Linked DNA regions of Mus musculus: all the other regions are linked to region 5. Evidence: chromatin contacts called from public ChIA-PET, Hi-C, HiChIP or PLAC-seq and promoter capture Hi-C data. All regions are on one chromosome and are shown on one strand. The core of a region is the stretch at or near the end of the contact, and the rest is flanking DNA. Distances in the headings are between cores, read along the strand shown.

Region 1 (2,700 bases), core at 15-2,514, 400 kb before region 5:
TTTCTCTGTATAGCCCTGGCTGTCTTGGAACTCATTTTGTAGACCAGGCTGGCCTCGAACTCAGAAATCTGCCTGCCTTTGCCTCCCAAGTGCTGGGATCAAAGGCGTGCCCCACCACGCCTGGCTTAGGTTAACCATTCTTTATTTTCTCAAGATTTATTTCTTTATTGTATATAATAGTGTTCTGCTTGCATATATGCCTGCATGCCAGAAGAGGGCACCAGATCTCATTATATATTGTTGTGAACCACCATGTGGCTGCTGGGAATTGAACTCAGGTCCTCTGAAAGACAGGATCTGGAAGAGAGCAGGCAGTGCTCTTAACCTCTGAGACATCGCTCCAGCCCTAATCATTGTTATTCTAGAACTTATTTTAGATCATGTCTGTCAACATTTCAAACCTTCCACTGATCAAAGAAAATTTTTGTTTATTGAGACTGGGTCTCACGTACCCCAGGCTGTCCTCAAACTCCTGTGTAGCTAAGGCTAGCCTGGAACTACTGTGCCTCCTTCTTCATCTCCCAAGTGCTGGAATGATAGGTGTTTTTCAAAACTACCTTTTAAGGTTGGACATGGTGGCATACACCTTTAAACCCCACACTCAGAGATAGAGGCATGGGTATCTCTCTTAGTCTGGTCTACATAGCAACTTTCAGGATAGCTAGGACCCCAGGGAGGCTCAGTCTCAAAATAATAATAATAATAATAATAATAATAATAATAATAATAAAGGAGATCCTGCAGCTTCTGCCTCCCCAGTGCTGGGATTGGAAGATTAAAGTCGTAAACCTCCTACCCAGAGGCCCAGGGACATGCCACTCCTTCTCTTTTATTCCTTTCTGACTTGTGTTCAAACTCTCAAAATCTTACCAATAGGATGAATGAGCACATGACAACTTTTTCTGCATCCCTAGCTCAGTCAGCGCTCAGTACCTGGACAAAGAATGACTTGCTGAGCGGTGGTTGAGCACACCTTTAATCCCAGTATTTGAGGCAGACAGATCTCTTGAGTTCCAGGCCAGCCGTGTTACAGAGTTCCGGTACATCCAGGGCTGCACAGAGAAACCCTGTCTAAAAACAAAACAAAAACAAACCCACAAAACCCAAAACAACAACAACAAAAAGAATGACTGACCAGCAGATGCAACACACTAATTGTCCACAGAGAGAGCGGACTGGAAACCAGAAGGTGGCTGCCCCCCAACGCCCCTCCCTGGGCACGCCCCTAAGGGGCGGGGCTGTCTTGGGCGTGCGCGCTGGGGGCGGTGTCAGGCGGGGCAGGGCGGGGCCAGCAGCGCGCGGTGTCTCCCGCCCGCTTGGGTTGGGGTCGCGCTGGCTTCGGACTCAGCTCTCCTCGGTTGAGGCCATGGAGGACGATCGGAAGGACGCAGTCTATGGTAGGAGTAGCCTCCGGCCTGTAGGTCGCCTGTGCTGACTTGGGAAGGAGGGGGTTTTGAGGAAGGGCAACATCTGAGAGCCTTAAAACAAAACACTCGTGGCTGCAGGCAGTACGAAGGCCCTTCTGTCCGCGTCCTCAGGCCTCTGCATCCCGCGCTGGCTCAGCCGGAGCTCTTGGCCCTAGCCCAGGTTGTCCCCCGTGTCTCTTTTCGGGGATCTTCAAGCTTACTCCCTTCCTGAGCGATGAGCCGGGACTTATGGCGCATGCTCCTCGCCTGGAGGTCCCGTTATCTGGGAGAATTAGGTGATGGGCGGGGGAGGGGATGCGAGGCGATCTTAGCTTGGGGTGTGGGCAAGAATGGGGCCCGACCTCGCCACATGTCCCGTCTCCTTAAGACCCAAGTGTCCTCCACATCTTCGCCATTTACATCCAGAATAGCGACTCCAAGCTTAGTACTAGATGGGGAAACTGAGGCAAGGCTGAAGAGTCCCGTATAACTGGAATTAGGTGCCTAATGCGACAGGGAAGGTCAGAGACGAGGCGGGCAGGCGGGGAGCAATGCAGAAACTTTCCCTGCCTGTGCTGATTGTTGCAGGTGCCTGTAATTTTAAGGGTTCCAGGAGACCCGGACCTCAGTAAGGCCTGAGGTGGCCTTAGCCACTTGGAGCTGGGGGTGGGGCCAAGATGCGGATTTCTCACCCTACCCGACTCCGGGTTCCCACGGACTGGGTGTTGAACTCTGAGCCTCCTTCCTCTTATCTATTTTAGGTTCCTTGGGCCTAAATCGGCCACAAGCCTTAAGAGGCATAGCTGAGACTCTGGCAGAGGGGCTCTATCCCTCCCCCTGATATACCACTTTGTGTGACTGGAACTTCCTGGAAACTGCTAGACTCTAGAGTCTTGGGGAGGGGGCCGGAAATGGTTCAAAAATAACTAGAAAAGCAAGTAGGCTCTCTGCCTTCCTCCTCTTTCCTGGGTCTGTGCGGTCCAGGGGGAGGAAAAAAAAAGAATAGACAGGTCCCAGAGGCTGTGACACACCCTTCCTGGCCTAAAGGAAGGTAGCAAGACCTAGCCTTTCAGGGCTCTCCCAGCTTGAAGTTGCCAGCCCCCAGACCACTAGAAGGTCTGAAGCCCCAGGCTCTTGGGTTGCTGTGCAACTATTGAGTGCTTCTGGCTGTCTCTGGTGTGGGATTCTTGGTCTGGGAGCCTGAGTATGCTTGGGTATCACACCTGAGAGAATCTTTGGTCTTCTCGAGGTCTGTTTGAAATAAAAGTGGGGCAGAATGAGCGTGGATATTATT
Region 2 (2,700 bases), core at 59-2,558, 410 kb after region 5:
AGAGGCAGTTAAGCTCCTGGACCAAAAGCGGTGATCACCGAGTCTTTATTCTCTGGGGCAGAAGTGCATCATTGGGAAAGATGATGCATTTTCTCCGAGGATTGTCCAGAAGCCCTCCCCTTGGGTCATGTGAGCACTGGACTTCCCCAGAACTGGAAATGGGGCTGGGGCGGGGGCACCCAGGCCAGACTGAGCCGTGAAAAGTTTCTCGAAGCCAGCACAGTCAGCCAGGGTCTGATGGTAATGTGTACTGGGCATCTGTAGGTCCCGAGTTTGACTGTTCACTGCACTGAGGCTGTTCTAGGCTGAACGTCTGTGTTTTCACACCCTTGGCTGTCTGTAACTCGCTGTCACTTTTTCTGGGTGGGTGTCTCGACTCTAGCATGGGAACCTCAGTGGCTTGCCTGTGACATACACTCCAATTATTTTTTTTTTTTTGTTTTTGTTTTGAGACAGTGTCTCAAGAAGCCCAGGCTATCCCTAACTTCCTCCCTGGGTAGCCAAAGATGAGCCACTTCCAAGTGTTGGAATTACAGGCCTAAATAATTCCTCTGTGGCGCCCATGTAACAGCCCCCTGTCTCCTCTGTGTTTTGTAAGTCCTAGTGCAAATTGTGTATCTGGAGTCATCTAAGTGTGGGACTGTCTCCGAGTTCCCCCTCGCCATCATAAACAGCAGCAATAACTGCCTTTTCCAGGAAGTTCTGTCCACACTCTTCCATGGCCTTTCCCACACCCGGTTTCCAGCCTAAGGAACTTCCAGAAGGCACACACCACGTGGCTGGCTGTAGCCTTTTGACCTTGGCACCTACAGCAGTCAGCTGCAGGCTGTTTCGACCGCAGAGCCCAGCGCTGTGGTGGGTGTGGCCAGCTTCCCACCTCCTCCCCTCCCTCCTTAACTTCACAAGCCGCCCAATCTTTCCAGACTCCTTCCTTGAACACTCACCACCAACCCCTCCGGTCCCTGCAAGCTCGGATTCTGGAATCTCTCGTTCCGTGCTTTGCATAAAGGCTCAGAGAGGGTCAGCGACTCACCCCAGGTCACCCAGCGAAGAGTTTGCCTTGCATTCCCCACTCGCACCTCTCAGTAGAGGCGAACAGGAAGGAAGTGGGGTGGCCCCAACAGACAGAGACCCCCTCCCCCGTGGGAGGCAGAGCAAGGGCCTGGCGGGCGAGTCTCACCTTGGCGGTGGGTCCAGGACAAGCTGTGCTACCCAACTGAGCTGCGGATTCGCGGCGGGTCGCTCCGGGCTGCACGAGTTGGGAAGAGGCGGCGCGGGCCAGCCTTCGCCCACGGCTCCCTGCCTGCCCTACAGAGTCCAGAGTTGCAGAGGGCGGGTGCCTCGGTTTCCCCGCCCCAATCCTGCCTCAGCCATTACCTGGCGCCTCGCCTCCAAGGTTCAGAGTCCCAGGAGTTAAGGGAGACCCGGGACCTGATTTCAATACCACCTGCCTTCGACTTTTGGGGTGCTCACAGCCTCTGGTGGCCGCGCAGGGGAGGTCCAGCCCCGGACTGAGCCAGGCTCGGTCTCCCGGTCTTTAAAATGGGTGAGAAGATACCAGGCTGGTGGCAGGTCAGCGGTGGAGGGCTTGCTTGGCCCCAGAGCGGCTCGGGTTCCATCCCAGCAGTGGGTTTGGGGCGCGCGGGGGGGCGGAGGAGGGGATTTGACTGAGCTATCTGTGCCAGATAACAGCCACCTGTAAAACAGGCCTTCAAGATTGATCGGGAGAGAAGGAATTTAGGCAGAGAGGGACCCAGAGGGGCGGAGCAAAGCCATCCTCTTCCGCACACTGCAGGTCTTTCCTGTTATTTCAAACAAGAAATTTTGCCGGTTTGCAGGGAGGCTGGGGTGTGACTCAGTTGGTAGAGTGCGTGCCAACACGTACGAAGCCCTAGGTCACAGACGCAGGCCGGTATACACCAGGTGCGCAGTGTAACCCTGGGCCGTGGAGGTCAGAGGGTCAAGAGTTCATGATAAATCTCAGCTCCATAGCAAGTTCAAGACCTGAGACTGTCTCATTCATAAATAAATAGGTTGTCCTTAGAATTCCACAAAATAAAGCTGGGCCAGAATGGGACTCACTTCTTTAATCCCATCACTCGAGAGGCGGAAGCAGATCTCTGAGTTAAAAGGCGGCCTGATCTATATAGCAAGTTCCAGGATATCCACAGCTACACAGAGAAACCCTGTCTCTAAAACCAAAACAAAACCTAAACAGAACAACAAAGGAATCCCAAAGAATAAAGTCTGGCGATGGGCCTTCGAGATGGCTCAGAGCGGCACTTTCTGGCAAGACTTGAGAGCCTGAGTTCCATCAGGTTTCCGGAAGGAGAGCACCGGCTCCCAAAAGTTGTCCTCTGACCTCCACATCCGGGTTGTTGCCCTACCAATAATAAGTAAGTAAATAAATGTAATAAAGATTTAAAGAGTCCTGGTGTGGTAGATCATGTCTGTTAATGGCAGGAGGATTGGAGTGAGTTTGAGACAACTGGGCTAAATAGGGAGGACTGGGTCAGCCTGGGCTAAAGTGTGAGATCCTGTCTAAAAAATACACTTCCCCAAAAAATGAATTCCTGAGAAAAAGAACATAATCCCAGGGGTTGCTATCTTTCACATGCCCAGTGCACTCATAACTGTACACTGCTCCAGTGGTTATCTCTCACATAGCCCAGTGCACTCATAACTGTACACTGCTCTTGC
Region 3 (2,700 bases), core at 8-2,507, 330 kb after region 5:
CCGAGGCTGCTGAAAGCAACCGTGCGCCGGCCAGGCGGCCCGATTTGCGGGCGCGTTCAAGGTCACCCTGCGGCCCGGAGCCCTGACCGGGGAGGGCGCGTGCAGCAGGCCCTATGGAGTACTGCTGCAGCCCCGGACGCCCTCACCCGGAGGCAGCGGCCGGGGAACGGGGAGCCCCCCTCCCGCACTACCCCCCCCCCCGCAGCCCCAAGGCCCCGCGCGAGGCTACGGCCCGGCGGAGAAACAAAGGGATCACGGCGGCCGCCGCGAGGCCTCAGGGCGCCCCCTCCTCTTCCCCTCCCCGCTTGCCGCAAGGTCGACGGGGTTCGAGGACGAAGATGCCCGCCTTTCGGGTGCGGCTCGGGCTTAGAGCAGCGCGATCCGACGCCACCCGCCTCTCCATCTCCCCTCCCCCCCAAAAAGCTCTCAGAGAAGGCCGAGTGGCATTACCCGGACCAACAGTGGGAGATCGTGGCCCTTGTCCTCCTGGGCGGCCTGCGGGTCTGGGCCTGGGATGCTGGAAGCATCCTCCGCCGCCGCGGCCCCTCCCCCACAGCCTTCCAGTGAGGAGCCACAAGGACCACCGGGTGGCTGAGGGCACCCTGTACACAGCCTGGCTTTCCAAAGCCTCTCGAACCAGGCTCCACTCCCCAAAACTCCGGATGCAGCTCTGGCCACTCTCAGGCCCGAGGCGCGGTACTACCCCCCCCCCTCCCCTAGGCCTAGCTAGGCCTGGTCCTACCCCCCCACTCCCCGCGTTTCCGTGGAGCCAGCCTCCGCCCCTCCCTCCCGTGTTCGTCTCGCGGCGACAAGGGAGTACCTACAGTGACCATTCTTGTGTGCCCGGCGGGCGCGGTCCGTATCGAGGGCGGCTCCGGGGGTCGTGCACTCCTAGGGGGGCGCCTGGTGCTCACGCCGGGGTCCCGCCCGGGCGTCTGCGTCTGCGGCCGCTGCAGAGGAGGAGATGGAGGCGGCGGCGCCTTCGAAGGCCGGGAACTGACCCGAGCCTGGGGATGCGCGCTTCGACGGCCAGACCCCCAGCGGCAGGTGGATGGAGGGAGCGGGCACGCAGTGGAGGGTGCCCGGAGCGCGGCCCCGCCGGGCCTGAAGAAGTCGCTCTTTCTGTGACTGAGATCTCGGCAGCTCTGCCTTCTGCGGCGGGCCCTCAGTTCGGCCTGTCCCGTGCCGGGTGATGGGTCCTCTCCTCTCGCCCGCCCTCCCTCCCTCCCACCGGCCCGCGCTGCGCGCTCCGCGCTCTGGGTCGCACTGCCGCCGCCCCCAGCCCTTTATAGAGGCAGCTGCCAGCGCCGGCGTCGCTCATTGGCTGAGACGGTGGGTCTCCGCCTCCTCCCGGCTCCCGACGGCGCGGCAGGTGGAAGCGAGTGCGGGCCTAGACTCTGCGTGCCAAAAGAGAATAGGATGAGGCATCAGATCTTGGCTCTTTCTTGCCTGCGGACTCTGACTCTAGTCTTGACACCACTCTCGAGTATTACTTTAGCTTTGCCGACAAATTGGGTTCCCCTCTTCAGTCCAGCATCTAACTCTGAAGGGGTAAAAAACAGCCTTTGGTGACCCAAACACAACCAGGGGTGCATGGGTGATGTCTGGGAGGGCTGGGAAAGGGCAAACACTCAGACCCAGACCCGTTCTGCTAGATCCGAAGTGAACAGTTTTTGTTTCCACATGGCCTCTGGTGATATTAGAATACTAGGTGTGGTGAGCCAGGAAGGTAGTTTGAGTCTAGCATGGGCTACACAGCACTTTATGCTGATCTGGGCTACATAGCAAACTTCAGGCTGTTGCGTGCTGCTTAGGAGACCCTGGGTTTTTTTTTTTTTAATTAAAGAACAAAGAAAAGAAAATCTAAACAAACAAACAACAACAACAACAAAAAAACCCAAACCAAACCAACCAACCAACCAAACATAAAACAAAAGTAAGGTGAGCACGATGTAAGGCTAACTTTAGAAGATAGTCAGAGTGATCAAGAGTTCAAAGCCAGCCTGGGTTACATAAGACCGGTTCTCAAAAATAAATAAAATAAAATAAAACAAAACAGAAGGCTGCAGGAAGCTGGAAAGATAGCTCAGCAAGAAAAGGTTCTTGCCATACAGGCCTGGAAATCTGATGTTTGTTTGTTTGTTTTTTGAGACAGGGTTCCTCGGTGTAGCACTGACTGTCCTGGAACGTCCTTGATAGGTCAGAGTGGCCTCCAGCTCAGGTATCCATCTGCCTCTCCCAGGTGTTGGAATGAAAGATATTTGCCACCATGCTAGGTAGCGACCTGAAGTGTGATCCCCTGAACCCATGTAAAGAAAGAAAGAGAGAATCAACTCTACATGGTACACACACACACACACACACACACACACACACACACACACACACGCACATGCACACACACTAATAGTAATAAATTAAAAAAAAATGGGTTGAGGATTGGTTCAGTTACTAGCCCATGAAACCCCAGATCCGATCCCTAGCACCACATAAACAAGCCTGGAATCACAACACTGGGGGTGCTGAGGCAAAAGGGTCAGAATCTTAAAGTCAGGGTCAGTTATGTAGTGAATTCCAGGCCAGCCTAGGCTACATAGACCTTGTAGCAAAATGAACAAAAAACAAAGAAGAACAGCAACAGAAAAAAGAAAGAAAGGAAAAGTGGTGGCGAGGGAAATGATTGAGCGTTTAGGGTGGTCT
Region 4 (2,700 bases), core at 188-2,687, 300 kb before region 5:
AAAACCATCCAGAACTCCAGTTCTAGGGAATCTGATCCTTCCTGACTTCTGTGGGCACCGGGCACAGATCTGGTGCGCATAAAAATAAAATAAATCTTTAAAACTTTTTAACTGTTATTTTATGTAAATTAAAAAAATTGTACATGGATTTTTTTTTTTTTTGCCTGCATGTCGGTATGTGCATTATGTCTGTGTCTGTTTCTAGTGGAGGCCAGACGAGGGTGTCAGATTCCTGGAACTGGAATCACTGATGGTTGTGTGAGTTGTCATGCAGGTGCTGGGAACCAAATTTGAGTCGGCTCCCAAGGCAGCAAGTACTGAGCCATTGGTCTAGGAGAAAAAAAAAATTAAAGTAAAAATAAACCTACAGTTGTAGCCATCCGCAAAACACTTGCTTGGCTTAATGGAACTGTAGACTTGACCCTCTGTAACGTACAGAAATAAGCACGAGAGGGTGAGAACGCCTTTATGAGGCAGAAGTGTCGACTCATCTTTCACTGGCACTGGGATTCTTCCAGAGTTGGGATCTGCGATGCTTTCTGCTTTGTTTTGTTTTTTTGTTTTTTTGTTTTAGTTTTTTTGTTTTGTTTTGTTTTGTTTTGTTTTTCGAGACAGTGTTTCTCTGTATAGCCCTGGCTGTCATGGAACTCACTCTGTAGACCAGGCTGGCCTTGAACTCAGAAATCTGCCTGCCTCTGCCTCCCGAGTACTGGGATTAAAGGCACGCGACACCACGCCCGACTGCGATGCTTTCTAAAATATGGGTTTTCACTACAGCCTAAGAATTCAGGTGTAACAGCCACTGAACCTTACCACGGTGTGCTTCCCTGAGCACTGTGGCCTTTTGCTTAAAAAGAATATCACAAAGTGATAGCAAATGCCAGGAAGTTGGAAGAACTTTTATGACACAGTTGTCAGTGAGGATTGGGAAGGTAGTAGCGTGTATCCTAGCAGGAGGGAGGCTGAGACAGGAGGAACATCAAGAGTCTGTAGCCAGCATACAAAACTATAGAAACTATAGAAAAAGATTGCGGCTCTCTTTCCTCTTACTGGTTGGAGTAGAGAAGTGATATTTATATCAGCCAATGAGAAATTTTTACGGAATTAACTAGTGTCAAGTGACAATCCAGTGTTGAAGAATGGATCCCTTACACCCTTGGCAGGTTGACGTTTCTGCGACCAATAAGCCAACCCGAATCAACCTAGTGAGCTGAGGCCTCAGTGTCTTTTCCAGAGACCCCGCCTTCCCGGTCTGACAACCCGGTTTGACTTCTATTGGCTTTCACTTAAGAGTGACAGTTTTATTACCCAGTGAATTTGTGAGATTAGCCCTTCCTCGTGCCTTTTTTATTGGCTCACGTTCTTGAGTGGCAGTGCTTTGAACCAATTGGATATAGCAGTAGGGTTGCGGACTCCGCCCCGGAGGCCGGGAGGGTTGTTCGCTCGGGTCGGGTGTCGCCTGAGAACCGGATGAGGCGGCGACTCTGAGGCCGAGCCGGGAGCGGGCGTCGCGGCGAAGGGGAGACCGGGCGGGCCGGCAGAGCAGAGCAGGAGGAAGCAACGGCCACAGACACATCGGAACCGAGAGTCTTAGTCGGGGGATCCGCGCGGCGGAGGCGGACACCATGGGCAACCGCGGGATGGAAGAGCTCATCCCGCTGGTTAACAAGCTGCAGGACGCCTTCAGCTCCATCGGTCAGAGCTGCCACCTGGACCTGCCGCAGATCGCCGTGGTGGGCGGCCAGAGCGCCGGCAAAAGTTCGGTGCTCGAGAACTTCGTGGGCCGGTGAGCGAGCGCGCCGGCGGCGGTTCTGGGGCTCCGGCCGGGAGGGCGGGCGGCGGCCTAGGGCGCGGAGGGCGGGCGGGGAATGGCGGAACTGCGGCTCGCGGACGCCGCAGCACCGGTGGCAGTGGATAAGGTCTGGGGCAAGAGTCTCCATGGCTTTCCGCAGGGACTGGAGATGCAGATCCAAGTCTGGGACTAGTCGATGATAGTGGGCGGTGTTTGGGGCAAGACGGTCAGTGCCGACCCCTCTTGGTGCTTCTAGTTCCGGCTATGGCTGGGCAACTCTGACATCGCTTTACCTGTAGTCCGGGATAGATCCACTCCTCTTTCCTTCTGCTACCTGGAAATCTTAGTGTGTGTGCTAAGATGTTGAAGATAACACTTGCCACTTAGCCATCCATGGGGAATGACCCCTGGGGTCTGTCTGGCCAGTTATTTTCTGGAGCCTGCTCTCTTGCCTGGTTAGCTGGTTATCTGTTCTAGACAGGCTTCCTACCGGCACCATTTGGTTGTCCCATCTGTCCAAACTCACTCTGAAGTCCACCGTTGTCTGGCTAGCCATCTAAGGTGACCTCTCGTGTGCAAATGCCCATCTGTGCCCCTTATTTACGTGAGTTGGCCTCTGCCATCTGACTGGCTGAACTTTGGGAGCCTCCTGTTATCTGGTTCTCTTGGGCCGACTGGCTCTTTGAATCCATCCATTAGTCTGTTCTCCATTCCCACCCAGGCATCCCTGCCTGTCCATCCTCTCTGAGTGACAGAGGTTGGAGAACTTGGGAAGAAACATTCTTTAGGATTCTTTCTTGGGCTAGGATCCCCTAACCTAGAGCTTCCCAGTTGGAATGCTCTCTAGATAGCTCTGGGAGCCTCAGCTTGTTCCATCTGTCCAGTGGGCAAATTCCACTTGCAGCTGT
Region 5 (2,700 bases), core at 180-2,679:
CCTCTCATGTGGGTCCTCGGATTTGAACTCACATCAGGTCAGTCCTGGCTGCATGCACTAAGCCAACACACTAGCCCTGGTTTGTTCTGCAGGGAGCTAGGCAGGGACAGAATCTGAGTCCCTTTTAGAAAATCCCTAAGCCTTTGATTCATCAAAACTTCTCTATCCATGGCAGACAGCCTTCTGGTTTAGCCATCCAGTGTCAAGAGGGGAAAAAGGCCACATGTGGTTGGTTTTGCTTCGAGGGAAGAGATGCCCTTCTGTGTGTTCAACTCCTTGTAACAGGATAAAGCGGTACCAGCAGGTGCCTAAGGAAATAAACCAAAAATCAACATTTCTGTCAACACAGGAAGGAACCCATTGATTCTCAGATGAATTATTTAAAATAATTTCAACTTTAGCTTTGAAACAGGGTCTCTTGACAGGTGGTAGTGGGGTGGTAGTAAACACTCAACATTTAATCCCAGCACTCAGGAGTTAGAGGCAGGCAGATCTCTGAGTTCTAGGCCAGCCTGGTCTACAGAGTCCAGGACAACCAGGGCTACACAGAGAAACCTTGTCTTGAAAAACAAAACAAACAGAAACAGAAACAAAACAAAAGAAGAAAAGGAAAGAAAAGAAAGAAAGAAGGAAAGAAGAGGAGGAGGAAACAGAATCTGTGTAGCCCAGGCTAGTCTGGAACTTGCTGTCCAGACCAGTTTGGACTTTGCTCACAGAGATCTGCCTGCCTTCTTCCTAGTTTCAGTGTTACCATATCTTGCTATGGAATTCTTCCATTAATAATTATAATTATTCTAACTACTGGGTCCTACCCCCCAAACCAAGTAATGTTTCTTCTTTCTAATTAATTAATTAGTACAGGGGAGTGTGTGTGGAAGTTAGAGGACAATTTGCTGGAGTTGGTTCTGGTTCTCTCTCCTTCCAGTATGTGGATCCCTGGGATCAAACTCAGGTCTTCAGGCTTGCACCCTCACCCACTGAGCCAACTCGCTCACCCGCACACGCCGCCGCGTTTTATATACATTTCTCGCTGAGTGTTTGTGTTTATGGACGGATCCAGATAAAACCTGCAACTGTACTTGGGTCAGAAATCTATGTGCCCATTCCTAGACAGGAAAGCAAACTTGCTGCAAGAAGTGTAGGGGTCGGGGGTGGGAGGGGGCTTCGCATACTTCTGTTTTGCTTTGGAGGTGGAAAGGAAAGCGTCAGAAGGCGACCCAGGGTGTGGAAGGGCGTGGGTCGTCCCTTGAACACTCAAACAGCAACGCGGGCGGCTAAGTGTCCGGGAAGCGGTGAAATTCTGTGGGAGGAATTTGAGGAACTTCCCACTGCTGCGGGAGCTTCAGGGGTTAAAAGAGACGATGTCACATCGGCCGTTCCAAGCTCCTCCCCGCTCAGTGAGGTGAAGATTTTTGAAAATCACCCCATTGCAGACTCCTCCCCCGCCTGGAAACCTCGCCCCTAGTACTGGGAATGACTCTGGGCGTGCGGCGTAGTTTGCAGCCGGGACACCGTGAGGCTTGCGAGCCCAGATTCGCAGCCGAGACACCGTGGGGCCCGCGATCCAGTGTTTGCAGCGGGAACATTTCGGGGTCTGTGATCCGAGTGAGGACGCAACGCAGAAGCTAAGGATGAGCACCGCGGATCTGATGCGTCGCTGGGTCATCGCCCTGCTCCTGGCTGCTGCCGGAGTTGCAGGTAAGGCTTTGCGCCAGGAGCCTGCCCGGGGTCAGGGGCAGCCGTCCTGAACTCGGAGAGCCCCGAGTGGTTTTATTTTTGGTCGAGAAATACAACCATTCGTGCGAACTTGATGTGATGTCCTTCCCACGTGGCTGGAGGGAAGTGTTTTGGAAATAGGGTGCCAGAGCTGTAGGGGGTCAGAGTGGGTTTGGGGAGTCCGGTGGGTGCTCTCCCAAGTCAGAGGTGTCTTTCAGAGCTATGTGTGAGGGAATCCAAGAGGAGGGGTCCCATCATTCGTTTTAAGGGCTGGGGAGACCCAGGCCCAGCTGTTCAACTTTGGGGTCGCTAGTCGTAGTTACAGGACTTGGGGGTCTCCACACTGCACTCAAACCCGGCTACTGCCGCGTGCCCCAAAACTCCGCCCTAACCCCACCTCCCACCGCACCCCCGAGCTCCTATTGGGTGCAGCCGGAACAGGCGAGCCTCGAGCCACTCCCCTCGCCCAATGGAGGAAGAGGATGATGTTCAGGGGCGTGGCTTGCACGACCCTCCCGGGTGGGGTGGGGCTACACATCCGGGCCGGCTGGGTCCTCCTTGTGAGCCTTCAGTCCCTACCTTGTCCCTACTTCCCTGGTTTGGTGCAGATGTGCCTCAGGCAACCCAGACACCCGTAGCTGAGACCATCAGGCAGGGAGGGCCAGGGACCTGGCAAAGACTTTTGCAGGCCTGGTTCGTTCCCACTCTCTGAACGTGTAGGATTGGACAGATCCATAAAGTGGACTTTAGTTTTAGGAGAGGCGTTGGAATTTGGACAGGAAGGGAGATGGTGTTACAATCTCACCAACAACTTCTTTGCAGCACTGGGAAAAGTGCTCCACCTCTCCCTCACTTTATAGACAGGGTCTCATGTAGCCTAGGCTGGCCTATAAGTCACTGTGTAGTCTCTAGCCCCTAATTCTCCTGCCTCAGCTCGGGAGTGTTGGGATGACAGGCATGTGCCACCATGCCTGGATTTGGGGA

The links. Hi-C and Micro-C count contacts between places; a contact is called where the count stands out from the background. ChIA-PET counts read pairs in DNA pulled down with a chosen protein or histone mark. HiChIP or PLAC-seq counts read pairs in DNA pulled down with a chosen protein or histone mark. Capture Hi-C pulls out chosen DNA fragments and counts their contacts.
Region 1: a promoter capture Hi-C map of pancreatic islet shows a contact between it and region 5. The contact joins the promoter of Slc44a2 here to the promoter of Ldlr in region 5.
Region 2: a FOXA1 HiChIP or PLAC-seq map of pancreatic cancer cells shows a contact between it and region 5. The contact joins the promoter of Acp5 here to the promoter of Ldlr in region 5. A contact is called at or near these places in 1 of 39 promoter capture datasets (neural stem cells), 1 of 484 Hi-C or Micro-C datasets (embryonic stem cells) and 4 of 115 datasets of contacts at active chromatin or transcription factors (bone marrow-derived dendritic cells, embryonic stem cells, memory CD8 T cells and 1 more).
Region 3: a contact with region 5 is called in a Hi-C map of cortical neurons, with 2.0 times the contacts expected there. The contact joins the promoter of Elavl3 here to the promoter of Ldlr in region 5. A contact is called at or near these places in 1 of 39 promoter capture datasets (hippocampal neurons) and 3 of 484 Hi-C or Micro-C datasets (cortical neurons, embryonic stem cells and myocytes).
Region 4: a contact with region 5 is called in an RNA polymerase II ChIA-PET map of effector CD8 T cells, with 10 read pairs. The contact joins the promoter of Dnm2 here to the promoter of Ldlr in region 5. A contact is called at or near these places in 1 of 484 Hi-C or Micro-C datasets (CD4 T cells), 2 of 115 datasets of contacts at active chromatin or transcription factors (effector CD8 T cells and pancreatic cancer cells) and 2 of 9 other capture datasets (adipose tissue and liver).

The regions. Positions count from the first base shown.
Region 1 is chr9:21,319,455-21,322,154 of GRCm38.p6, forward strand. It overlaps Slc44a2 (solute carrier family 44, member 2), which reads left to right and starts at 1,265. Exons shown (of 23, transcript NM_001359227.1): 1 at 1,265-1,397. The coding sequence starts at 1,367. It overlaps Gm39302 (predicted gene, 39302), which reads right to left and starts at 1,660. Exons shown (of 2, transcript NR_166671.1): 1 at 1,136-1,660.
Region 2 is chr9:22,130,557-22,133,256 of GRCm38.p6, forward strand. It overlaps Acp5 (acid phosphatase 5, tartrate resistant), which reads right to left and starts at 1,309. Exons shown (of 5, transcript NM_001102404.1): 1 at 1,181-1,309.
Region 3 is chr9:22,050,766-22,053,465 of GRCm38.p6, forward strand. It overlaps Elavl3 (ELAV like RNA binding protein 3), which reads right to left and starts at 1,258. Exons shown (of 7, transcript NM_010487.2): 1 at 825-1,258. The coding sequence starts at 833.
Region 4 is chr9:21,423,471-21,426,170 of GRCm38.p6, forward strand. Dnm2 (dynamin 2) reads left to right here and starts at 1,438. Exons shown (of 21, transcript NM_001253893.1): 1 at 1,438-1,786. The coding sequence starts at 1,626.
Region 5 is chr9:21,722,147-21,724,846 of GRCm38.p6, forward strand. It overlaps Ldlr (low density lipoprotein receptor), which reads left to right and starts at 1,430. Exons shown (of 18, transcript NM_010700.3): 1 at 1,430-1,698. The coding sequence starts at 1,632. It overlaps Gm26511 (a long non-coding RNA gene), which reads right to left and starts at 1,210. Exons shown (of 4, transcript XR_001779098.2): 1 at 1-1,210.